Linked DNA regions of Mus musculus: region 2 is linked to region 1. Evidence: chromatin contacts called from public HiChIP or PLAC-seq data. All regions are on one chromosome and are shown on one strand. The core of a region is the stretch at or near the end of the contact, and the rest is flanking DNA. Distances in the headings are between cores, read along the strand shown.

Region 1 (5,608 bases), core at 901-3,400:
AGGGTCTTAATAACCGTACCCTCCCTGTGACTCTCTAGAAAAGAACCCGGAAGACAGGGAGAGGTATGTGCAACCACAGATGACTGTATTACTGAGGGGAAGTCCCCTTCCTGTCATGAATAAAAGGAACCCACCTGACAAAGGCTCTGTGTTGGTGACAAATTTTCGTGGAAGTGCAAGTATGTGCTTTCAAAACTTCGTTCTCAGGAAGTTGTCGTAGGCTCCATCTTGCCTCTGGGACCCTTTACACACATACACACTCCATGGAGTAAAGATTATTCTGGGGTTCAGGCTGTAGTAAAGTACACAGTAAAGTTTATTACCCAACTCTACAAATTTCCAGACGGCCTTTTAAGAATATACAGCAAGACTTTCTGAAGTCGCTGGCATAAAAGGACCAAGAAAGCAATCTAGGGCTAGAGAGATGGCATGGCTCGGGGCTAGGGGTTTCTTTTCTCTTGCCAAGGACTAGAGTTCAGTTCCTATCACCAACATCAGGAGACTCACAGCTGCCTCTAACTCCAGCTTCAGGAAAACTGGACACTTTCTTGTCTCCACTGGCACCTGCACATGTGCAAAAGCCATACACGCACACACATGCACATAATTAAGAGACTTTTTTAAAAAAAGAATCTGATGGTGACATGTATGTCAGAAAATGGAGAGATTGAGAAACATTGCAATTTTCTTTTGCCTGTTCATTATTGTTATCACACACACACACACACACACACACACATTCACATTTTTGTGGATTTAGTAATTTTAAAATGCATGGCCTGAATCATGCCTTCCTGTTGTTTTTGAAGGGGGCGAGGGGGTGTTCAATTGGTTTTTGTTGTTGTTGTTGCTTTTGAAATCAGTGTAAGGTGACTTTTCTTTTGAGTCTTCAGAAGAACAATGATAAATTCCTTTAAAAGACAAAAGTGTGTTTTTTCCCAAATCTGTTGCCCAGAACAGACAAGCCAACATCTTCCCTAGGGAGAAAGGAAGAACAAAGGGTGCTGTCAACACAGGAAGGCTGCTGGGAGGCAGATGCAGGCCCCCTGCCACCCTGGTTAGAGAAAGGCAGGAAGCCAGGCCTGCTGGTCCTAGGGCTTCCAGGAGAAGCCCTCTGAGCACCCCGCAGGAGGGAGAAAACCCCCAGGCAGAGAAGAGGTGACTTCTTAGGCTGTTCTCTTGTCCTCCGTGTAAGATCAGTTTCTAAATCTGTGCAATCTCCCAAGGATAAAGGCCGACTCCCCCTCTCCCCAGGACAGTACTGGAAAGAGGGTGAAGGAACTTTACCAAGTCTTACAAAAACCATCTCGGATTACTTCAGACCAGCTCTACAGGAAAGGGAGTTTACATAGTCCATTTTCTGTGCTGACTTAGCTAGGGGAGACATCTGAGGACCAGGATTCTATCTCTTCATAGTCTCAGGGCAGAAAGAATCTACAAGGTAGGGTATGGAAGGCCCACATTAGCTATTTGCCATTTGTTTGTTTGTTCGTATGTAGCATCTTACGTGGCTCAGACTGGCCTCCAACCCACTAGATAGCAATAGATAGAAAACCTTGAACTCCTGGTCCTCCTGCCTCTGCCTGACAAGTGCTGTGATAGCTGGCATACGATACCATACCCACTTTGTGCCTTGCAGAGCTTGGAACCCAGGGGTTTGCAAGCACTTTACCAACTGAGATAGGACATTTCAGAGCGCATTACTCAGCTGCTGTGGGTCACACAGGAACTGCTGATGTCTGTCTCCCTGTGACAGAGGGCAGAAGCCAAGCATACAGTTCTGTGTCCCTCACCAGGTCTCTTCCTTCAGGTTCCCCAGCTCCTCACCTGGGTAGATGTCCATTAGAAAATAATCAACTGTGCCAGCGTTCCCTGCAAGTCGGTGGTGTGTTTGAAGTTGGAAGCATCAGGCAGAGGTTCCTGGAAGTTCCAACTTACTTTTGTGACCTCCAAGCCACAATCCTGGAGTTTTTCCACATTTACACGGGCTCTTCCTCCTTGATTAATACTCCTGCTCACTTTGGACTCTATGCCAGTTAGAACAAGAGCTGAATACAGAACTTACTTAGCTACTTCCTGGAACCATGAAATTCCAAATCGCTCTGATAGGTACTGAGAAGGCCTATGGAAGCTAGGCTGATTCCATGACAGGCTTCACATTGGCAGTTAAGGAGACTAGGCCTAAATCTCTGTTTCTAAGAACTGGGCAAGTCCAGGCAAGTCCAGGCCTCAGAAGCTGCCCTGCCACCTATCGTGAGGCAAGGACAATGGGTCAGCAGCAGTTTCCAGACTTCCTCAGCAACAGTTTCTAGATCTTCCCAGCAGGTTCACAGCTCCTACACCCCAGTAATGGAATGTCCATAGAGATAGACCCAACAGATTAACATAGAAGTCACCTATCCCAGAATTACCTAATGTGCTTTAAATCAGGCCTGCAAGCTCACTTGGTTGTCTCTCTATCTTGGCATTGGAGAGACCCCAGCATGCTGGACTTCTGCAAAGTAAAACACTCTCCGTTTACGTACTATTTGAGTCTGGGGTATCATTCTTCAGTGACTCATGGATCCTTACGTTACCATACTCCATGTACCTACAGCCAAACCCACTCATTGTCATCCTGACTCTAGGTGGAAATCCACTAATGTTCAAGGAACTGGGCTTGACCTGGTGACTAACCACATGGTTGGATGAGGGAAGATGGGGGTGTTGGGATTTGATAAGATCAAGTCATGAAAACACAGTTATAGAACCAGAAAATGGGGACAGTGCTAAGTAACCCTTCTAAATGTGTGAAAGCAACAGTTGGAAATGTCTAGAATCCTGAATTGTTTCAAGGAATATATGTTTATGTTCTATGTCTAGGTGTATGAGTATTTATGAGTACTTGCAAGGGTATATATGCATATTTATCTTTATACACAGAGTTAGGCAAACAACATATCACCCAGCAGCCATATCCATGGATCTCATTGTTGACATACATTTTTTTAGTCAAGGTATATGTTTTGTGTGTGTGTGTGTGTGTGTGTGTGTGTGTGTGTGTGTGTGCCACAATAGTGAAAGTGAAGCAAGCTCATGTATGGAACTTACCAGTGGCATTGAAGACGTTTGGGGTGGTAGCCAGCCTACTGTTGATAACCCAGCACCTCGCCTGCCACCTGTTTTTAGTTTTACCGACTGTTTGCTTGGTTTGTTGATTTGTTCGTTTGTTGGTTGATTTGATCCACAAACTAAGAATAATTTTACATCTATAACTGGTTAGAAAGAAATCTGTCTCTAAGCATCATGATACACACCTGGCATGCCAACACTCTGTGAGGCTGAGGACTACTCTAATTTTGAGGCCATCCTGAGCTAGAGTAAGTTCAAGGCTATCATGCAATGCATAGTAGAATTTTGTCTCAAGCAAACAGACCCACAAGCTGAAAACAAACTTTGGCTTGGAAGGTCATAAGCCTTAGGGGGAAAGGTAGATATTTTGTTTAAAAAAAATAGACATATAGCTACACCGTCTCCTAAGAACTTATATTTATATCTACAGACTATTGCTACCCACAGCTTGGCCAAAGAAGCTTCTCTTTTATAGTGGACAGTGGTGAATACAGAGACTTGTAACTGGTCAAATGCTTTGAATGAGGACAGGAGAAGATTGTGAGACCCGGACGAGGGTGGGGGTGCATGAAGCACTGTGCTCTGGACATGGTGTGACAAGTGCCACTGTGAACACACACTCATGCCCTGCATACATACAAGGACACGGGGCAAGTATGGGATAGTTAAGGGAGAGGGTCATGGGCAGGTACATGTGATCATAGTACGTTTTACCCATACATAAAATGGTCAGAAATAAAAGTTGGGGGGGGGGGTGAATGGAAAAGGAAACAAACATGTAAAGATAAAGAAAGAATGCTTATCGTATTATTTTTATTTTGTAATAGTTCATATGGGTTATATGTAGTTCAAGAAAGCAATGTTCACACATGCAGCTGTGTTAGCACACGGTCACTATCCTCCTTTGTATATTATCTGTGGAGACCACAGTTAGCATGGCTGAGGTGTCACAGAAGAAACAAACCAGTTTTTCCATATCATATAACATCTACTATAGACCTTTCTAGAAAATGTTCGCCTCCCTGTGGTCTAAGGAAGCTATATCTGAACCAAGAAACAGAATGGAGTATTCCCTAAAAATGCAATAGATCTGTCTTGAAAATGAGCTAAGAGCTACAGCTTGCCCACATGCCTATCACGCTCTCAGGCCCGTGAGTGTGATGACGTTAACATGCTCTCCCCCCCCCCCCCTCCCATGGGCAATGTTCTATGGTCTATATATGGAAACACACAAGAAGACAGAATAGCTGCTATGGCTTTAATCCCAACATAGTACAATAAACATTTGTTTCTGGTTGGAAATAATCTCAGGTTAATATCCCTGGAGGCAGAAATGGGAATTAATATTATTAGTTTATTAAATATCTCATTCAAAGCACATACTTTAAAGTTTTAAAAGCTACATGGGAAAAGAAAATATAAACAGAGGTCATACCCAGACCTCCCCTCCCACCAGCACACACAGACACCTCTGTTCTATGTGAATCCGCTGGTACCCAGTTTGCAAGTGGCTATGACTGAGGGTGAACTGAAAGTCTCATGCTTCCCACTCTGTACCCTGTGAAAGGTCAGACATCCTATTGCTAATAGCTAGGACAAGCAGGCAGGGTTTGTGGCCTACTGTGTTAAGAACTCTGTAGAGGAAGATAGTGGATCGTTAGGCATTTCCTTTTGTTTGGGGAATAGCTGTTTGTTCATTCACTCTTGGGTCACATGTTGGGAGGTCTTGTTTACTAGGGACTAGGTGACATGCCAAGGAACTTACAGGAATAGGGCACCAGGGATCACACAGCATCAAGCAACACTTCAGCCCTGTGCCACTCCCCTACCCCTGCTCTGCATTCTCTCCCAGAATAGCCCTCTCTGGGGACCATAGGTCCCAGTGGAACAACGCTAAGCATTCTGGGTGCCATTTCACAAGGCAAGTCTGACTGTTCACAGCAGCTGGAAAGCAGACACATCCCCCAGGCTCATAAATGCACGTTCTGTGTTCTGCACCCAACAGTTCCCGAAGGCGTCATCTGTAAAGCTCTTACCAGGTAGAGCTGTAGCATTCAGTAGCAGGCCTGCTTTGTGGTGGCCACATACCTTTCTGGTACTTCTCAAAGGATATTTATTTGGGGGGAAGGGAGGTCTTACCATATAACTCTGGCTAGCCTGGGACTCACTTCTCCGACTTACTAGTCCTGCGTGATCTGCTGCAATCCCAGCTTGTGGGACAAGTGGACCGTAGCACCAGACAGAAGCACTGGTAAAGTTGAGCAGGCTCAGACCCTGGGGAATCTCAGGACAGCAGGAGTGGGGCCAGCTCCCTGCCAAGCTTTACTTGTTCTGGAACATGTAACTATGACACCCCACTGAGAGAGCCATGGCAATCAGTCATGCAGGGAGAACCCCTGAAGTCCTTCCCCATACAGATAGAACATCTCTAACATCTCAGACTGAGACAATGGGAAACGCCTACCCCTGGATGTACTCCTAAAGTGTTTAGAAGGTC
Region 2 (5,608 bases), core at 2,264-4,763, 2.2 Mb before region 1:
ATGTATTTCATACTTTTAACTATGGTTTAAAAAAAAAACAGGAATTAAAAGTATTAATCCCAGGTTGAACAACATGATTTAAAGATAGGAAAAACACAAAATTTGAATATTCATATTAGTAGGATATGCTATTTTAAATTTACTGTACTAGAGGCCGCATTACCTGGAAGGCTCACAAACACTCCAGAATAAATTGTTAGAAAAACAGGTACAATTCTACACTTTCAAATCTCTTTAAGTATCAGTGAAGTTTAATTACTGTGAATTAGTAACTCTGAAATCAACTAATCCCAGCTTTCTAAGAGAAAAGGAAGCAACATTCACAGTATTTTTTGGTCAGCTAGTTACTACAGGAAGTCCTCTCATCTATTACAGCCTGCCACTAGGAACTGGACTGCTCTAATTATTGGAGCTGTAGACAAGTATGAGAAATATCAAAATGAGGGGTTTTCAATGTTTTCTCATGAGCAATTTATAGCAGCTATGGACTCACTAGCAGGATGCTCATGAGCCTTTTGACTAAGCTCCTGCCCCTTAAGTTCTGCCCAAGCAGATACACTTTAAGAAACAGGTGTGGCTTTGGCTTGCACCAACATACAGCACACCTGCTCAGTAACTCCTCCCCCCCACACACACACCTAGGCCAGGGACAGGCCACTGGACCTGTCCTCACTACAACACTGCTCCAATCACTGCGAATCAACTTGACATTCCAGAGTAGGAAGGGTTACCTACCATGGGCTTAGTCTTCACACAACATCTGCATTTCAATCACTAGTGGGAACTTTTCAGCATGCCCTTAATCGAGCATCTTTGTCATTTTGCAATCTACAGTGGTTGTTCCAGAAATGAACCATCGTTCTTATGGTATAAATACTTCACCTCCTAAAGATGGTCTTCTTCTATGTGAAATTCAGCCATCCAAAAATAAGGCAGCTTCCAGTTAAATACGGCATATGAGCTACATATGGCGTCCTCCACAGAGTTAGTAAGTCTCAAGCAATTTTCAGAAGACTGGAGATGAACGAGAAGCAGAAGCGGTACCAAGTTCAGCAGAGCTGAGGTACTGCAACGCCAGGACCCACACAAGGTACTGCTGCCATGGAAACAAAGCAGCGTTCATCCCAGATTCTTAGAAAGCCTCAGGTCTTAAAGCAAAAGGTATGAGCCAGCTTTAAATATAATATCTTTATTTAAAAATAAAGAGGCAAGCTCAGAAACTCACAAGCCCTGAGCTCTCCTGTCTCTCTCTACACTGCCAGTGGCAGGAACATCAGGCTTCTCTCCCGAACAATGAGGCTTCAGGCAGGGCAACAATAACAAAGTAAGATGGGGATAAGGACAAAGTACACAGATAAGGCCAAAGGCCTGAAGGATGCGCTGCGGTGTAGAGCAGAAGCTTCCCTCACTCCCTGGGGGTGAGTCTGGAGTGGGAGGGTCTATAGTGCTACAGTGGAAGATTGCTGTGCTTCACTCCTAAAAATACATTTCTTATTGCCATAAAAAGTGGGTCACAATTCATATGCTGCACTTAATTTGTCTCTTGTAGCATCTCTCAGTCTATGTAGACAATATTTGCCTGCAGCTCTGATTCTATGTAGCAGTTGCCTTTGGGTCTCATCACATTTTCATCTATAGGAGGAATAATATTTACCTCATAGGTTTATGAGGTCTAAGTAATCTATACTAACTACTAAATAAATGTGGAGCAGAGATCCAAATCAACGTTGTTTCTTTTTAGCGCTGTATAATAATCAGCCCCCTGGTAAGAATGTATCCAGCCAATTCTTTACTGGCCCCAGAGTGCTACCATTAAAACAGCGCCAGGGCTAGCAAGACAGTTCAGATGGTAAAATGCTTGCCTGAGTTTCCATCTCAGAATCCAGGTTAAAAAAGACAGCTGTGGTGGCACACTCTTGTACCCCAGTGCTCAGGAGGCAGAAAGGTGGATTCCCTCGGCCTGCTGGCCATTGAGCCCAGCCTATTTGGTGAGTTCCAGGCCAGGGGGTGTGCTGGAGAAATGGCTCAGAGGTTAAGAGCAATTGTTGCTCTTGCAGAGGACCAACCCACATAATGGTTCAACCATGCATGACAAGTTCCCTGGGATCCAACACTATCTTCTGGCCTCACACAGTGTACAGACATACAGACAGACAAGACACTCACATAAAGAAATCCAGAAATCTTTTTTAAATAGTAAAATAAAAAGAATAAAGCCCGAGGGATGAGGAATGACGACACCATGGTTGTCTTCTGGCTGCCACCTGCCCACGCGCGCACACAAGAAAAAAGAAATCGTGTAACTAAATGTTTTTGCATCCTAAATCTTCTCAGACTATGTTTCTAGAAACAGAATGCTGGGTCGTTATATTTAAACACCCAAACTGCTTCCCACTTAGCCAAACTACGACCTTTCTTGAGCCATGGGCTTTCCAGGTTTCTAACCATAAAAGAAAAGACGTTCGTGTTCAATCTACTGATATTCAGGGAGACTGGGGAGAGATTCAGCAGAAACCCTCCCCTCCCGTCCTTCACACCCTGAGTGCTGGAGAGGGGTAGTTTGTTTCTAACACGAACACGCCCCCTTTTCCCAGCCCGAAACCATACTCCCTTAAAAAGCAACGACCTTCCAGAAAAGATGCAAGAGCCCGGTTGCTGACAGGCTCGGTGCCCGTCCCGTTCAGTGTCTGCCCCTGAGCCCTGTCCGCCATCACCCAAGTTACACGAAGTGACTAACTCGTGACAGGCTTGGTCGCTGGACCGCCGCCCTCGGCTCCTGCGAGCAGCCTGGCCCGGGCAGGCTCGACTCTCTGCCTCGATCAGGGTTTGGAAGCAGGAGACTTACAGGGACCTGGTCATTCCGGGTGCGATGTCCAGGGAACCCAGAGGACATTGGTCATATATGGGGCAGAGGGCAGAGGTCACATATCACAAAGGATCTGGGTTGCCCCGCCCCCGTCACCACTCTAGAGTCAGGGTCTCTGACGGGCGAGAGAAGCTCCCCACGCAGGACCCGAACCCATCGCACCCATCTGTCAGACCGGGTCGGTCCTTAGAGGGGAAACTCCGAAGTCAAATGTCCCGACCGGTCCCGTCACCCTGCACAGGGACGGAGTTTTGGGAGAAACCAGGCCAGGGTTCCTACACCGGCTGGGTGGTCCCAAACCTTCCAGGGCTACGGTTTGGGGGGGGGGGGTGTTCCTGGGGCGGAGGTCAAAGGTCATGGGGAACTTTCGCCCGCTTCCCGGGCCTCGGCGCAGGGGGACGACGTACCTGAGCAGGGGCTAACGCCTGCTGCAGCTGCTGCTGCTCCTCGCTGATCTTCTGCTTCAGCTTCTTGAACATGGCGCGGCGAGGGGCCGGCAGCGTCTCTACCCGCGGGGCGGCCGGGCCCGGGCCTCGCCGCCTTCCTGTGGAGCTGGCGGGCACCTCGGGGCGCTCGTCGTGCGGGTGTCGGCGTCGCCGCCGCCGCGTCTCTTCTTTCTGGGTGCCCCTGGCTGGCCTCGGCCCCCCATCCAGCCCCGTCAGCGGCGGCGGCGGCGGCGACAACGGCAGCAGGTGAACGCGCCCCGGGCGCCTGCGCGGTCGACGTGGAGCTTGCCAGGGGCTTGCTACGGAGCGCCGCGGCGGACAATATGGAGGCGGTGCGGGTGAACGCGCGTGCACAGTGGCGTCTGCGCTGACTCTAGCGGGAGTCTTGGAGCTGTGCTGTCAAATAGGGAGCATCCCACCACTGAGCACCACAGTGAAGAAGGCTGGGGTGAGAGAGGATAGAGCTAGGAATGCAGAAGTGTATTCAGTGTCGTGTGGCACGATCGTTTAGAATTCTCTCGAAAGGTTTTTGGATAGTGGGTTGGATGGTATAGATGACTAGTTGGTTCGCTGGTTGGCCAGCTAGTTGGTTCGTTGGTTCATTGGTTCATTGGTTGGTTGGTTGGTTGGTTTAAAGAGAAAATCTGGGGCTGAGGGTGTAGAACGTTTGTTTACCTAGCATATGCAGGAAGGATTGGCTCTAGCCTCAGCATCGCATAAACTGGGTGTGATGGTGTATACCTGTAATCCCAGCATCCAGAGGTAGAAGCAGTAGGACGAGAAGTTCAAGGTCATTCTTGCCTATATGAATTTAAGGCCAGTCTGAGCTACAGTGAGATCCTGTCTCAAACATAAATAGTCTGGCTGAATTAGGCAGACTGGCCTTGAATTTGTTAACTAAAGTGATTTTCCTGCCTCCAGAATAGCTGAGGCCTACAGGTGCACAATTTTCTGCCTAGTCAGAATTATCTGCCTTTAGTGCTTAATATCTGTGGCTGCACTCCAAAGGAGCTGTCTTCCCCTACCTAGACTTTTCCATCTGCTGAGAACCCCCTACACTTGCACAACATAGAATATTTCTGAAACCTCTGCTCACAAAGACCCATATGACCTCGAAACTCTGGGTTCTGCACAAGCTACTACCTGGATGGCATCCATTCAGTTCTGATTCTTTGAACAGAACATTAAGAACTGGTGCATGGGGGTGTACACCTTTAATCCCAGCACCTGGGAGGCTGAGGCCAGGTGATCTCCGAGTTCCAGGCCAGATGGGCCTATGTTACATAGGGACACCCTGACTCAGAGAGAGAGAGAGAGAGACAGAGACAGAGACAGAGACAGAGACAGACAGAGACAGACAGAGACAGACAGAGACAGACAGAGACAGAGAGAGAGACAGAGAGACAGAGAAAACCAGATCCACAGGTTTAGGCCTCAGTCCCACAAGACTTCCAATGCCAGTCACATGCCAGAGGAGGAGATTCGTAGTCAAAAACCTAAGTGAAGGAGTCCTGTCTCTGGGCATATATACTACCTTGTCTTAGTTTGCCTGCAAGAATTCAAGTCAGAAAGCTGGAGACAAGAACTGAAGCAGAGCCAAAGGGGGAGTGGTGCTTGCTGTCCTGTTCCCAGTGGATCGCTCAGCTTGCTTTCTTATACAACCCAACACCACCTACCTGGGGTAGAACCACCCACATTAAGCTGGACCCTCACACTATCAATCATTAAACAAGACAATGCCTCCACAGAATTGCTTACAGGAAAGGTTATGAGAGCTTACATTTTAACCAGATGGCGGTGGTGGTGGTGCACAACTTTAATCCCAACACTAAGGAAGCAGAGGCACTTGGATTTCTTAAGTTTGAGGCCAGCCTGGTCTACAGAGTGAATTCCAGGACAGCCAAAGCTAAGACAGAGAAACCGTGTCAAACAAACAAGCAAACAAGCAAACAAAAAAACAAGAACAACAAGCAAACAGAAATACTCTAGCAAAAATAACCAATGGGGTGATTCCACATGAATAAAACTAGAGATGGGCAGTGTTTGGGTCAGAGTTCTTTCTCTAAAGGAGCAGAGCCAATGGAGTGGATATATAGACACATGGGATGTATTAGTCTGACTGACAGACCGTGGCCTGGGTAGCCCAACAAGGTCTGTCCAGATGTGAGGGCTGTCCAGATGTGAGGGCTGTCCAGATGTGGCTGATCTCCACAATTCTCCCTCACACACAGTAGCAGAGTCCACCAACAAAGAAAAGCCCAGAACTAAACAGGCTCACAGCTGAACTCTACCATAC

Evidence for each region. HiChIP or PLAC-seq counts read pairs in DNA pulled down with a chosen protein or histone mark.
Region 2: a contact with region 1 is called in an H3K27ac HiChIP or PLAC-seq map of large pre-B cells, with 4 times the contacts expected there. The contact joins the promoter of Golga4 here to the promoter of D730003K21Rik in region 1. A contact is called at or near these places in 1 of 39 promoter capture datasets (the 3T3-L1 cell line) and 1 of 115 datasets of contacts at active chromatin or transcription factors (large pre-B cells).

The regions. Positions count from the first base shown.
Region 1 is chr9:116,323,865-116,329,472 of GRCm38.p6, reverse strand. It overlaps D730003K21Rik (a long non-coding RNA gene), which reads right to left and starts at 2,150. Exons shown (of 4, transcript XR_871324.2): 1 at 1,828-2,150; 2 at 135-292.
Region 2 is chr9:118,504,223-118,509,830 of GRCm38.p6, reverse strand. It overlaps Golga4 (golgi autoantigen, golgin subfamily a, 4), which reads right to left and starts at 3,513. Exons shown (of 24, transcript NM_018748.3): 1 at 3,274-3,513. The coding sequence starts at 3,345.